Regions from separate parts of the Ovis aries genome. Here region 1 is linked to region 2. Evidence: chromatin contacts called from public Hi-C data. All regions are on one chromosome and are shown on one strand. The core of a region is the stretch at or near the end of the contact, and the rest is flanking DNA. Distances in the headings are between cores, read along the strand shown.

The links. A called contact is a pair of places that touch in the nucleus more often than the background predicts.
Region 1: a contact with region 2 is called in a Hi-C map of liver, with 2.8 times the contacts expected there. The contact joins two enhancer-like sites. A contact is called at or near these places in 5 of 16 Hi-C or Micro-C datasets (hypothalamus, liver, muscle and 1 more).

What each region holds. Positions count from the first base shown.
Region 1 is chr7:2,299,653-2,305,186 of ARS-UI_Ramb_v3.0, forward strand. No RefSeq gene overlaps it. Among named protein-coding and RNA genes, the nearest start is that of YTHDC2, 53 kb to the right of the region's middle. Within about 2 kb of position 1,744, at least 7 of the 54 cell types and tissues checked have an H3K27ac peak or open chromatin away from gene starts, as enhancers often do. A contact at or near this core is called in liver, where this site is marked.
Region 2 is chr7:2,156,487-2,161,991 of ARS-UI_Ramb_v3.0, forward strand. The region is part of intron 3 of NREP (neuronal regeneration related protein); the gene reads left to right. Among named protein-coding and RNA genes, the nearest start is that of NREP, 17 kb to the left of the region's middle. Within about 2 kb of position 2,320, at least 11 of the 54 cell types and tissues checked have an H3K27ac peak or open chromatin away from gene starts, as enhancers often do. A contact at or near this core is called in liver, where this site is marked.

The DNA.
Region 1 (5,534 bases), core at 494-2,993, 140 kb after region 2:
CCAAACTTATGTGAGATAAAGATTTGATTGTAACTGGGAGCCATGAGGTACAGCTCAGAAGATGTGTTAAGGGTAGGCTGTCCAAGTGCAAAGCTTTGGGTGTACTCTCTGCAGGCTGGCAACTCCCCGTGACTTGCCAGGCCAGCCCTTGCAGTTCTGATCTAGCACGTCACTACCCATATGGGGCTTTCTCTGGTTCCAAATGTTCACATAGCTCCTGGCATGGCTGTCTTTCCTGGTACCTGTCTTCACTGGTGAGGTGGCATCAAGCCCTCAGCAGGGACTCTACTGTGTAGTCAACAGACCAGCCTCTTTCTGGCCTCAGTGTCTCCTGAGGCTGCTGGGACATATACCTCCTTTGGGTGTCACTTATTGGCTACTTACTGTCTGTGATAGAACAGCTAATCCAAGGACATTAAGACTTTCTGAAATCTAAGATGGATATGAGTTACATATTCAGAAATATTTATAAATATCTATAAATCCGAGCTTATCTTGACCATTCATAAGACAAGAGAAGCAAATGTTATATGAAAGTGGGAGGTCAAGGACTGGGCAAAGCCTGGAACAGAAATGGATCTGATCCCAAGTAGACAATGTCCAGCACAAAAACACAAAATTATGTGTTGAAAGAAAAGGGTGTGAAATTGAAAGAGCATATGGTGTTTTGGCCAAAGTTAATGAGATCTCAGCGTGTCATCCTTAAACCCAAAGGGAGAGGTAAGTACATGCCTAGAGATTATCTGAATCTGTATCAAATAGAAATCGAATTCTTTATCTTGCATCATATAAAAAGGTAATACATGATGATGAAGCAACATGATAAATCAATCCAATCTGGTCTGTTTTCCTAGGCTTTACTTAATTCATTGTTTCTACCTATCTGAATCAAATCACATATTTTTTCTTGTGTGAAAACCTTAGTAGCCATCCACCATTCAATTTCTACTAATTCTAGACAGCCTATGACAAATCTGTTTCTACTCAGAAACATCCACTGTTCTCCTTTTAGCCTCTATTTTCACAGAACTTGTCTGCCACTCACAAGACCTTCGTGACACACAGCCTGTGTTACCCAGTGTTTCTTGATATGAATTATTTATTATCTCACCTCAGGGATATGCTTCTTGAGACTAGAAGCCCTCTGATCTCAAGTTAGCAGTTAGCCTAGCACAGCTATGTTGCAGCTACTCAAGGCACCCTTGCTTGATGGGTGGGTTCTTAAGGATTGCAGAAGTGAGGAAAAACCAGAATAACAAAGACCATGCCACAAAAACGTGAATGACGTGAAAGCCAACTTGTATAGGAACCGGGGCCTCCTGAGGAGTCTCAGGGCTCCTTCCTCGGAAGTCCCCAAGATGCCAAGCCGGAGGCAGAGTCCCAGGGCAGGAGCTCCCTGGCTGCTTGCTTTCCCAAGTTCTGAAGTCCCAGAGAAAGTACTAGTCCAAGGCCCCAAACTCGCTGTCCAGAAAGAAAACTGAAATCTGTACCATTTGACAGGCCACCTTACGGACAGAGCCCAGATCCCAGCAGATGTTTGCAGTGACCCAGGCACAGCAAGGACATTCTGCAGGGGTCCTTGGGTCCCAGCACAAGGCCAGGAAGTATGAGTCACGTGGGGCCTGAGAAAAACCAGATGCTTGGGAAAGAAATAACAGGAGATGCAGAAATACTGTACGGTCTAGACTGAATGCTTCAGTGGCCTCAAGATAAACAAAGTAGGCCAAGGGTGAAATGTGTGCGCTCAGGCAGCTTTCCCCAAAAGACTTCCAGCTCCTATCTTCAGGAAACAGCACAGCCTCACTTCTGTGACCACAGGCAAACTTGGCACGCACGTTCTTGCTTGCTTTCAGCCTCATCAGTGTACTTGAATTTATAGGACGGCGCATACCCAGCACAAGCATTCCCCAGATTCTTGGCCCTGATCTTGGGATATATGGAAAGGAAGTCTCTACAGGCGTTTCCTTCCCGCAGGAGGTGCTAACGAAGGTGCCTTCCCTTTCCGAGGAGGGGTCGATGTTCTGGGGCTCTGCTCTGGCTGATGCTCTCCTCAGATATTACTTGCAGGTGGACAAGTCCTGGGAGCCACGCATTCACTTCAGATAAGTTTGCAAAGGCCCAGGGAGGACTGGCTGGTCCCAGGAGAGGCTGGAGCCTAATGGTGCTTTAGCCAGATGGTCTCAGAGAACACTGTTGTTCACGTGGGCATGAGAGAGTCAGCACAAATCTCTCGTTTGACAGGCTAGGAAAACAGTGCTCCGAAACTAGTGCTTGCAAACTTGCCTCTCAGCATTGTTTTCTTCCCATCAGGTTCTGAGGATCCGTCCAGGCTCTGAAACTGTCATAACAAGGGTCCTGTCCAGCTGGGCTCACCCATCTGTGCCTGAGATACGCCAGAGCATTGTCTCAGCTTTCCCAGGGTGAGTTCCTGCGTTGGCTTTGTTTCCAATCATCCTGTTTCTGACCCTTACTTTGATCCTTTGGCTCATGTCCCTCTCCATCCTGATGAACTTTTTGACATATTATTCTTTTGACTTGACTTAACTGGACTTTTAATCAACTTTCTTCCTCCAGATAGTCCTATGTATGCGCCTGTTGGCACCCTTCCAGGCTCCCCTTCCACCCTTGCAGACTCTTGTTCAGAGCAGCCCCGACTGGAGATGAGCTAATTCCATCGCTCCTCCCACATCTGGCTGCCTGGGAGGGCTGTAGGAAGCAGTTCTGCACAAACACATGTGTAATCAAATTATACTAGAAAGCCAGAGTCTTTATATTTAAAAGCCCCGCATTCTCCATCAACAGATAGACTATCAAAATATTTAGTCTGTTAACTAACCAAATTAATGTTGAAACCATCAAGCTCTTTGAGAACCACAGGTGGCAAGTGTCAAAGAATTGACCTCAATGGACAAGTAAACTTTTTAAGTCCTTGAAGAAAATCCAGGCTTGTGATCCCAGGCTTACAAATTAGGCTTGTGATCTATTAATACAGTGTCAGTATATAGTGGTAGAAGAAAAAAAAAAAAAAAGGAAGAAACACAAGTCTTCTGGAGAAAATTGAAAATGTATCCACCTGAACATAATGTAAGTAAATGCTGTGAGTCCTAAGGCAATGCCTTTCAGATTGTCAGCTTTTCAGGTAGACATATGCAAAGGCCTGAGTCCGCATTCCCCGAGATAAATTCTGTTTTCTGTGCCTCTCAGACCTAATATGTGAATTTAAGGACTATAAGTGAGCAGTAATGCTATTTATTTATTCATTGGCCACACCACTTGGCATGTGGGCTCTTAGTTCCCCAACGAGGGACTGAACCTGCACCCCTTGTGTTGGAAGCACGGAGTCTTAACCACTGGATTGCCAGGGAAGTTCCTCTTTGTTTTGAGTTACTATTTATATTTTAACCCAGCATTGCCTCTATGATGTTCCAGTCTGCTCAGCAAAGAGTAAAGCATCTTATAATTTCTTCGTTTGGATTTGTACCTTCTACCCAAGGAATTTCCCCTCATCTCTGATTTTCCAAATTCAACCATCCTCGAAAGACACAGAAGGTCCTGCCTCTCTCTTGAAGCCTTCCAAGATGGCACCAGACAACCATGTTGTGTTTTGTGTTTTGAGCTCTTGTGCTCATTGTTTTTCCCACTCTTTTAGCATTGGTTGCTTATATGAACCAAATACTAAGGCTCATGAAAACTTACCTGGGGATACAGACCAACACACACATGCTTTCTATAAAAATGCAACTCCTTAGTTAGGAATCTTAGTTCTAGGATTAAACATAGCTTCCTTTTAGAATGGGTTACAAATTGGCAGCTCATGGAGCATACTCAACACAAGAAGTCAGGTGATTTTTTTTTTTTTTTTTGCCCTACACAGTGTTGGGTAGTCCAATGTTTTAGTAAAGTCAAATTATTATATACTCAATATTTTAAAACTGGAAATTTTCCTCTCTCTCTCTCTCTCTCTCTCTCTCTCTCTCTATATATATATATATATATATATATATATATATACATACATATATTTCTAGCTTTCCTTCAGTTCTCTGAAGATCTGCCAGCACTGGAGTCTCCTGACTCCCTGTAGGAGGACCACTTGCTCTGCTGGAGTCAGCACTTCGGTGGCTCCAGTCTTATGCCCCTCGTGCTCCCATAGCACTGAAGCCAAGGGCCCTCTGCCTTCTGTCATCCTCCAAGCATCTCACATCATTTGCCTTCTGTGTCTTGGCTCCTAAGCATCTGAGTTTGCAAGGTCCCTCATCACGAAATTGTTTTTACCTGTAGTTTCACCTAACTCTTTTTGATTTCTTCAGATTTTAGTAGCCACTTTAAACTTCCTCTTATCTTCACTTTAGGTATCAACCTTCTCTTACTTCGCTCATTGGCTGCTGAGAGTCTTCAGAACTTCAAAGCAACTTAATTTCAAAAGCTCTTAACTACATATTTTGAAATAATCTGTCTTAACTCTCTCAGTTATGAAACACTTCTCATTCACTCTTCCCTCCCGAATTCCTTTCTTAAGAGAAACTGATTTATGATCAACGTTGCCTGTTCCATCAGTTTGGTAAAAATTAGAAAGAGCAAGGTGTTAGCATTACCACCCCTGCCCGGGTCTCTGCAGAATGGAGAGTGGCTTATTTTTCAGTACAAGTGAGAGACATCTTTTACCAGCTTTAGGGTCATGTTGTCATCCACATTATGGTAAGTCAGCTCCAGGAAGCAAGAACTCATCCCTCCATGGGTCACACAATTCTGAGGATCTTCCCCATGAATGAGACTCAGGGCACCAACCTGGCACTTGCGGAAATTAAGCCTGGAAATGGGCTATGCAGCTTAGACTGTTCTCTCCCTGATCCAGTCTGTAAATATGCAGTCAAATCTCATGACTCTCTGAGCTAATGGCGTTCAGCTACTGGAAGGTCTTTGGAGGGCAATCAGGTGCTATTAAAAATATGCTAATGGCAGCTTGTGATCTAGCAGCAGGACCCCAGGATTTGGGGTTGGCATGGCAACTGCCAGCAGATAGTTCACGCAGAACAGGAACAACGGAAAGAATTAGAATGAGCTGCTTAAATGCAAGTGTTAATGAAAAATGTGGAACACCGTTGAGGACTAGAGAGAGTTTCTGCCCTCAGCAGCAAAAACCACACACACACACACACACACACACACACACACACACACACACACACACACACACACACACACACACACACACACACACACACACACACACACACACACACACACACACACACACACACACACACACACACACACACACACACACACACACACACACACACACACACACCAGAATACCTGGAAGTGAAATGAAGACCTTCCCTTCTGCTGTGGCTGTGGAAAGCAAGTCAGCCATTAGAAAGAATTTTGTATTTAGCCTGATGGTTTTAAAGCGACCTATGACCTTGAAGAAATCTGTGTGTTTCATGTGTGAATGAGAGAAGAGTCATATGTATACATGTCTCCCCACCAAGGCTGAAAGAAGAGGTCTGGCAGGGAACAGCTTTTAGCAA
Region 2 (5,505 bases), core at 1,070-3,569:
ATAAGTGATCCCTTTCCCAGAGAATTTAGCCTCCTAATTTGGCATTCCTTTTGCAGTCATCTTCATGACTCTCCAGGTATTTACTGATGACTCCCGGTCCTGAGACACCGCGTCCATTTGGGTCGACGGCCACTGCCTTTGGTCGTCTCTGCTTCCTGTGGCCCTGCCGGACTGGCCTTTGTCAGGGAGAAGCCGCCTTCTGAGTCAGACCGCACTCAGTGGGCTGAGAGTCCAGGTGCTGTGCAGGGGCACATCCATCCTGACCTTCTGCTCCTCTGTGCTTTCAGTTTTTTGCCAGTTTCCATACAGGGCAGTTCCCCAGAAGCTGCACAGTGCCCCAGCACTTAGGACGTGCAGATACAGGTCTGGCTGTGTTCCCCTCTTTAAAGCCAAACTTCTTAACAGGTAATCAACTAGCGTCTGATTTAAACCAAGTTTAATTACATCCTCTCCATAATAGAAACCACTTGCCCTCCGAATTTGGTGATCTGTTTGCTGTTGAGAGTTATCTAGTCTTCAAATGACCAAGACAGTACCTGACAAGCACTGAACTGTGAAATGACTTTTGCTAAATGCTGAGCAGTCTGCAGCTGCCAGCAGAAGACGGTGCATTGGTGGAAAGAGTGAATAAATTCTTTTGGAATGAGCGCTTTGGGAGAAAATGCAAACTTTCTGGAAAAGTCAGTCTTGCATATGTCAGCGATAGGAATGCTTTGAAATTGTTCATAAGCTCATCAAAAGCAACTGGCTATCTCATTATTCACCCAGATCAAGAAAAACCCCAAATCCATATGTCCAGATAAATATTTATTTCACTAGCTTTTAATTTAGGGCTTTAGGGAAAAAAAAACCCTTGAGTTTCGAGGACTTTTTCTTTCACCTTGTTGGTGAAAACTTTCATAGATTTTAGTGAATAGCACAGTAACTTTAGAACAAGAAGAAAGAAAAATTACCATTCTTGGTGAGTAGAAATCAGACTTCTTATAGTTATACGAAGGTGAAATTCAGTATACCTAAAATTACTCAAACTGGCTAATAAAAGCAAGTCTAGATGTTTCTTATTAACCTTGGAATGTGCTTGGAAAAGGTCCTGCTAATTCCAGATGTCTAGTATTGGAAAGGGTATCAACAGCATGACTCATTTGTAGCAGAGAATACCGTTCAAAAATTCTCAAGTGCAGTTTGGTGCACTCAGGCCCAATACGGTTTTCTTTTCTTCCTTACAGTGTTCATCCTGTCTTTCCGTCTTTTGCTCTCTTTCTTTCTGCCTCCTTCTTGCTTTCTTCCTCTCCTCCCTCCCTTCCTTCCCTTTCATCCTTCCTTCCTTCTCCTACCATAAAAGCAGGAGAAACATTGCAAAATGTGGTGTTTCTAATTTCTTGGTTGCAAATGAAAACCAATTTATATAAGGGAATAAGGTGGTCCAGACTTAGAACTCAGATGTGTTAAGTAAATATTTACTCTGGTTCCACTCCAGGGAGGTAAAAGATTTTATTAACATATTTGTTGAGGTCATGGGGCAAGGAAAAGCTTATGCTGTGCTTAAATGCCTGAGGGGCCTTTTCTTTCTTTCTTTTTTTTTTTTCCTTGCTAGTTAACAAAGGCCAGTATTTTTTATCCCGCTGAAAAGAGCAAATGTCTTATTTTTGTGGCCTGTACTTTCTTATTGTTCACTCACAAACTGCTTAATCTCAAACCAGAGTTTTAAAAAGCTGCTTTATTTTTTTCCTTTGTTCAGAAAATCTCTTCTTAGATATCCTGTATGAGATTTGTTTCCAAGCTTTCTTCTTGTGCTTTTTCTCCTGGTTTACTTTGGGCTGTTATCAGCTGTTTGTACTTTGTTTTGTCTTCATCACTGAAAAGAAAAATTGCCCATTAAAAGTCTAGATTTGAAGTGTTGAACTTAATTCCTTGAGTCCAGTCCACAGTTTGGCTCTGCTTAGCATACCAGGCTGACCTCCAGCACAGGGGAGGGTGCCTTGGCAGAAATCTGAGAATTCCTCGATCAGTAACTCCCTTTTTTGGATTTATGGAGCCTTTAGGTGGATTGCTTTGTGCTAAGCATTTTCCTATTGGAAAGGAATGAGGCTGGGATGAGAGGAGTTTGCACAGCACAAAATGTTTGCAACTGACCTCCAGTTCAGCGTGCTGGGTTCACCAGCTGCTGCTGCACCCTGCCTTGAAGCACACACCATCCAAAGCCCCAAACTCACATCATGAACAGTTTCAAAGAGCGGTGACAAAGCAAAGTTGGGTAATGTTAACCTTCTGTGGCTTGCTTCTGACTTGATTCCTTGCTCCTCTTTAAGTCTTTGTTTTTATTCTTAGAAATCAAATTTTAAAAAACTCAGCAGCCAAACAGGCAGAACATTATATTGTGGTACAGAGTGACTGCGAAAGCTCTTTGTGCTGATGATTAATTTCACTTGTAAACACTTTCATTTTGTTGCCAGCGAGGAGACTTCCTTTTCCTTTCTCTGCCTCGTTGAAATCTAGAAATGAAATTCCACAGCTGTCAGGCTCCCACATATTCATCAGCGGCCTCTCAAGATGGCTTCACAACAGGCAGAGTGAATCTAGAGGATTCTACTGTTAAACTCTGAACACCGCTTGTTTCAAACACCCCAGCTCACAAAGGAAAGAAATGAATCCTTTGCCTGCCTGACATGTCATCACGGGCAGTAACATAATCTGCTGCATAATATGAGTAAAATGTGGACAGTTTCTGAGCTCATAGTAAACATCTGCACCCAAAGCAAAGTTAATTCGATGGGCTTAATCAGCTTGTGTGCTGTGAACCACAGTTGTCTCCCCGACCCCCATTTCTACAGGTTAAGAACTTATCAGGCCATGGAAAAACCAAGAGTGTCAGCAGGTATTGTAGTGCAGCAGTGTCCTAAAAGGTCATCCCTTCCTTTCTAGCAGGAGGGCATTTGTGGTTGAGTGCAATAGTCAAGTGTTCGTAATGCTTTCTCTGCGATTATCCATTGGGTACCACAGCCAGCCTGTGTGTGATGCACACACGCACACTTAAATTAGATCCCTGCACTTCTCACTTAGTTCTCGAACCAGAATGTTTGCCAACTGAGGGACCAACTATCACATGTATTTTACTTTCTAGAATGTGCAGAGATGATGTCCAGTGTGTGAATGACCCACCGTTTTCCTTTTTGGCCTCTAGTTGCAGTGCCTTTCCCCTGCTGTGCACGCCATCTCCAAGCAGCATTCACAGGGTTAGGCAGAGCTCTAAGACTTGGTCTCTAGAGAGACAGCTCAGCGCATCATCTTTTGGCACCATCTAATCCTTGATGTAATACTGTTCAGAGAAAATGATCCTTGTAACTCATTTATGGTTTCAGTTTACATTCTGCCCTCTCACATGACCAGTCACACCTGGGAGCAGACCAGCTTTTGAGGGAGATTCTTAATAGGGCCACTTCAAAGGGTATTTGCAGAAATGAAGTCCATGTGTGTGCACATAAATTCTCTTACAGTACTGGGTTTCATAACCTCCCAGCCAATTAGGCAGAATAAAAGATGTACACACGCACGCATGCACACACACACACACACTCACACTCACACACAGAGTAATTGGCAGAGAGATTATAAAATATACTCCCTTGCTGCTCAAAGAATTAATTATGCAGGTTGTACATCTGCTGCTCTGGTTTACTCTTCTAATTGCAGGGGGTGGGCACCTATCTTTGATAAATCATAAAAGGGCCATTGTTTAAGCACATAGAACCCCACAAAGGGTAGAAAATAATGTTATAATTATGGTTGTTAACAACCAAGCCGTGCGGCATCTTCATCACAGTTTTCTGAGAAGGTGTGTTCACTAAAGTAAGCACCATACATGTGTGTGGTGCATTTAGGCTCCAGACAAAGCCATGATCCTGCCTTTGAAGATTGTTCTCATCTAACAGTCTCCCCAAAGAAATACTGATAAAGATGGTAAGTGAGTAGAGGGAAATATGGATTTAGAAACAGGTAATAAATAGATATAATTCAAAATTTTCATGCAGTATAGTAGAAGTGATAGGAAGCATGTCAATTAGGTTGATTCTGTATATGGACTGTGTTGTTATTCTTTAGTTGCTAAGTCGTGTCTAACTCTTTTCTACCCCATGGACTGTAGCTCACCAAGCTCCTCTGTCCATGGGATTTCTGAGACAAGAATGCTGGAGTGGGTTTCCATTTCCTTCTCCAGGGGATCTTCCTGACCCAGGGATTGAACCCACATCTCCTGAATTGGCAGGCGGATTCTTTACCACTGAGCCACCAGGGAAGCCCGAAACTTTGGTTTATTAAGAAATAAAGATATTCCCATGTGCTTGCATTTCTGAGATGCTCACACCACCACCACCAAGAGAAAATTTGGTGAAGCTTAAAAAAGGAAGTTGGCTTAATAGGTGTTTATGAAGAACACAAACTTCAATCCAGAAAAGTGAATATATGGGAAACAATTTAAGCCATGTGTCCACTTACAGAGCATCATTTGACATATACCAAGAAGAATGAGCAGCTTTGGCGTCCAGCAAGAACAGGTGACCTCCAAAAAGATAGATCAGCTTATCCTTTTTTCTGACCTACTTGTTATCAGCACTTGAAAGCCCCTCAACCTTCTATCTTCCTTGGCTTGCATCTGGAAGCCTTTATATACCCTTGTAGATCTGCTCACTGCCACCCTCATTTCCTCTGTTGACAGCACTACTGGATGTCTTCCTAAATGTTCGTTTTGTTTTTTAAATCTATTGATAGTTATTCTGAGAACTATTACATTTGATATAACCTATACTTAAAAAAAAAATTGCATCTAAAGCACACTATTTATTTCTAGTCAAAGCTATGGTTTGTCCAGTAGTCAAGTATGGATGTGAGAGTTGGACCATAAAGAAAGCTGAGCGCTGAAGAATTGATGCTTTTGAACTGTGGTGCTGAAGAAGACTTTTGAAAGTCATGTACAAGGAGATCAAGCCAGTCAATCCTAAAGGAAATCAGTCCTGAATATTTATTGGAAGGACTGATGCTGAAGCTAAAGCTCCAATACTTTGGCCACCTAATGCAAAGAACTGACTCACTGGAAGAGAGTCAGTCTTTCTGCTGGGAAAGATTGAAGGCAGAAGGAGAAGGGGACGGCAGAGGATGAGATGGTTGGATGGCATCACTGACTTGATGGACTTGAGTTTGAGCAATCTCTGGGAATTGGTGATGGACAGGGAAGCTTGGCATGCTGCAGTCCATGGGGTCACAAAGAGTCGGACACCACTGAGCAACTGAACTGAACTGACTCATTTCCTAGAGCTGTCAAAACAGAGTACCACAGACTAGATGACTTAAACAACAGAAGTTTACTTTCCACAGTTCTGGAGTCTTGAGGTCTGCAGTCAGTGTGGCTTCTCCTGAGGCCTCTCCCCTTGGTTTGTAGATGGCCATCTATCTCCCAGTTCCTCAAGTGTCTTCCGTGTGTGCGTGTGTGTCCTAATTTCCTCCTCTTATAAA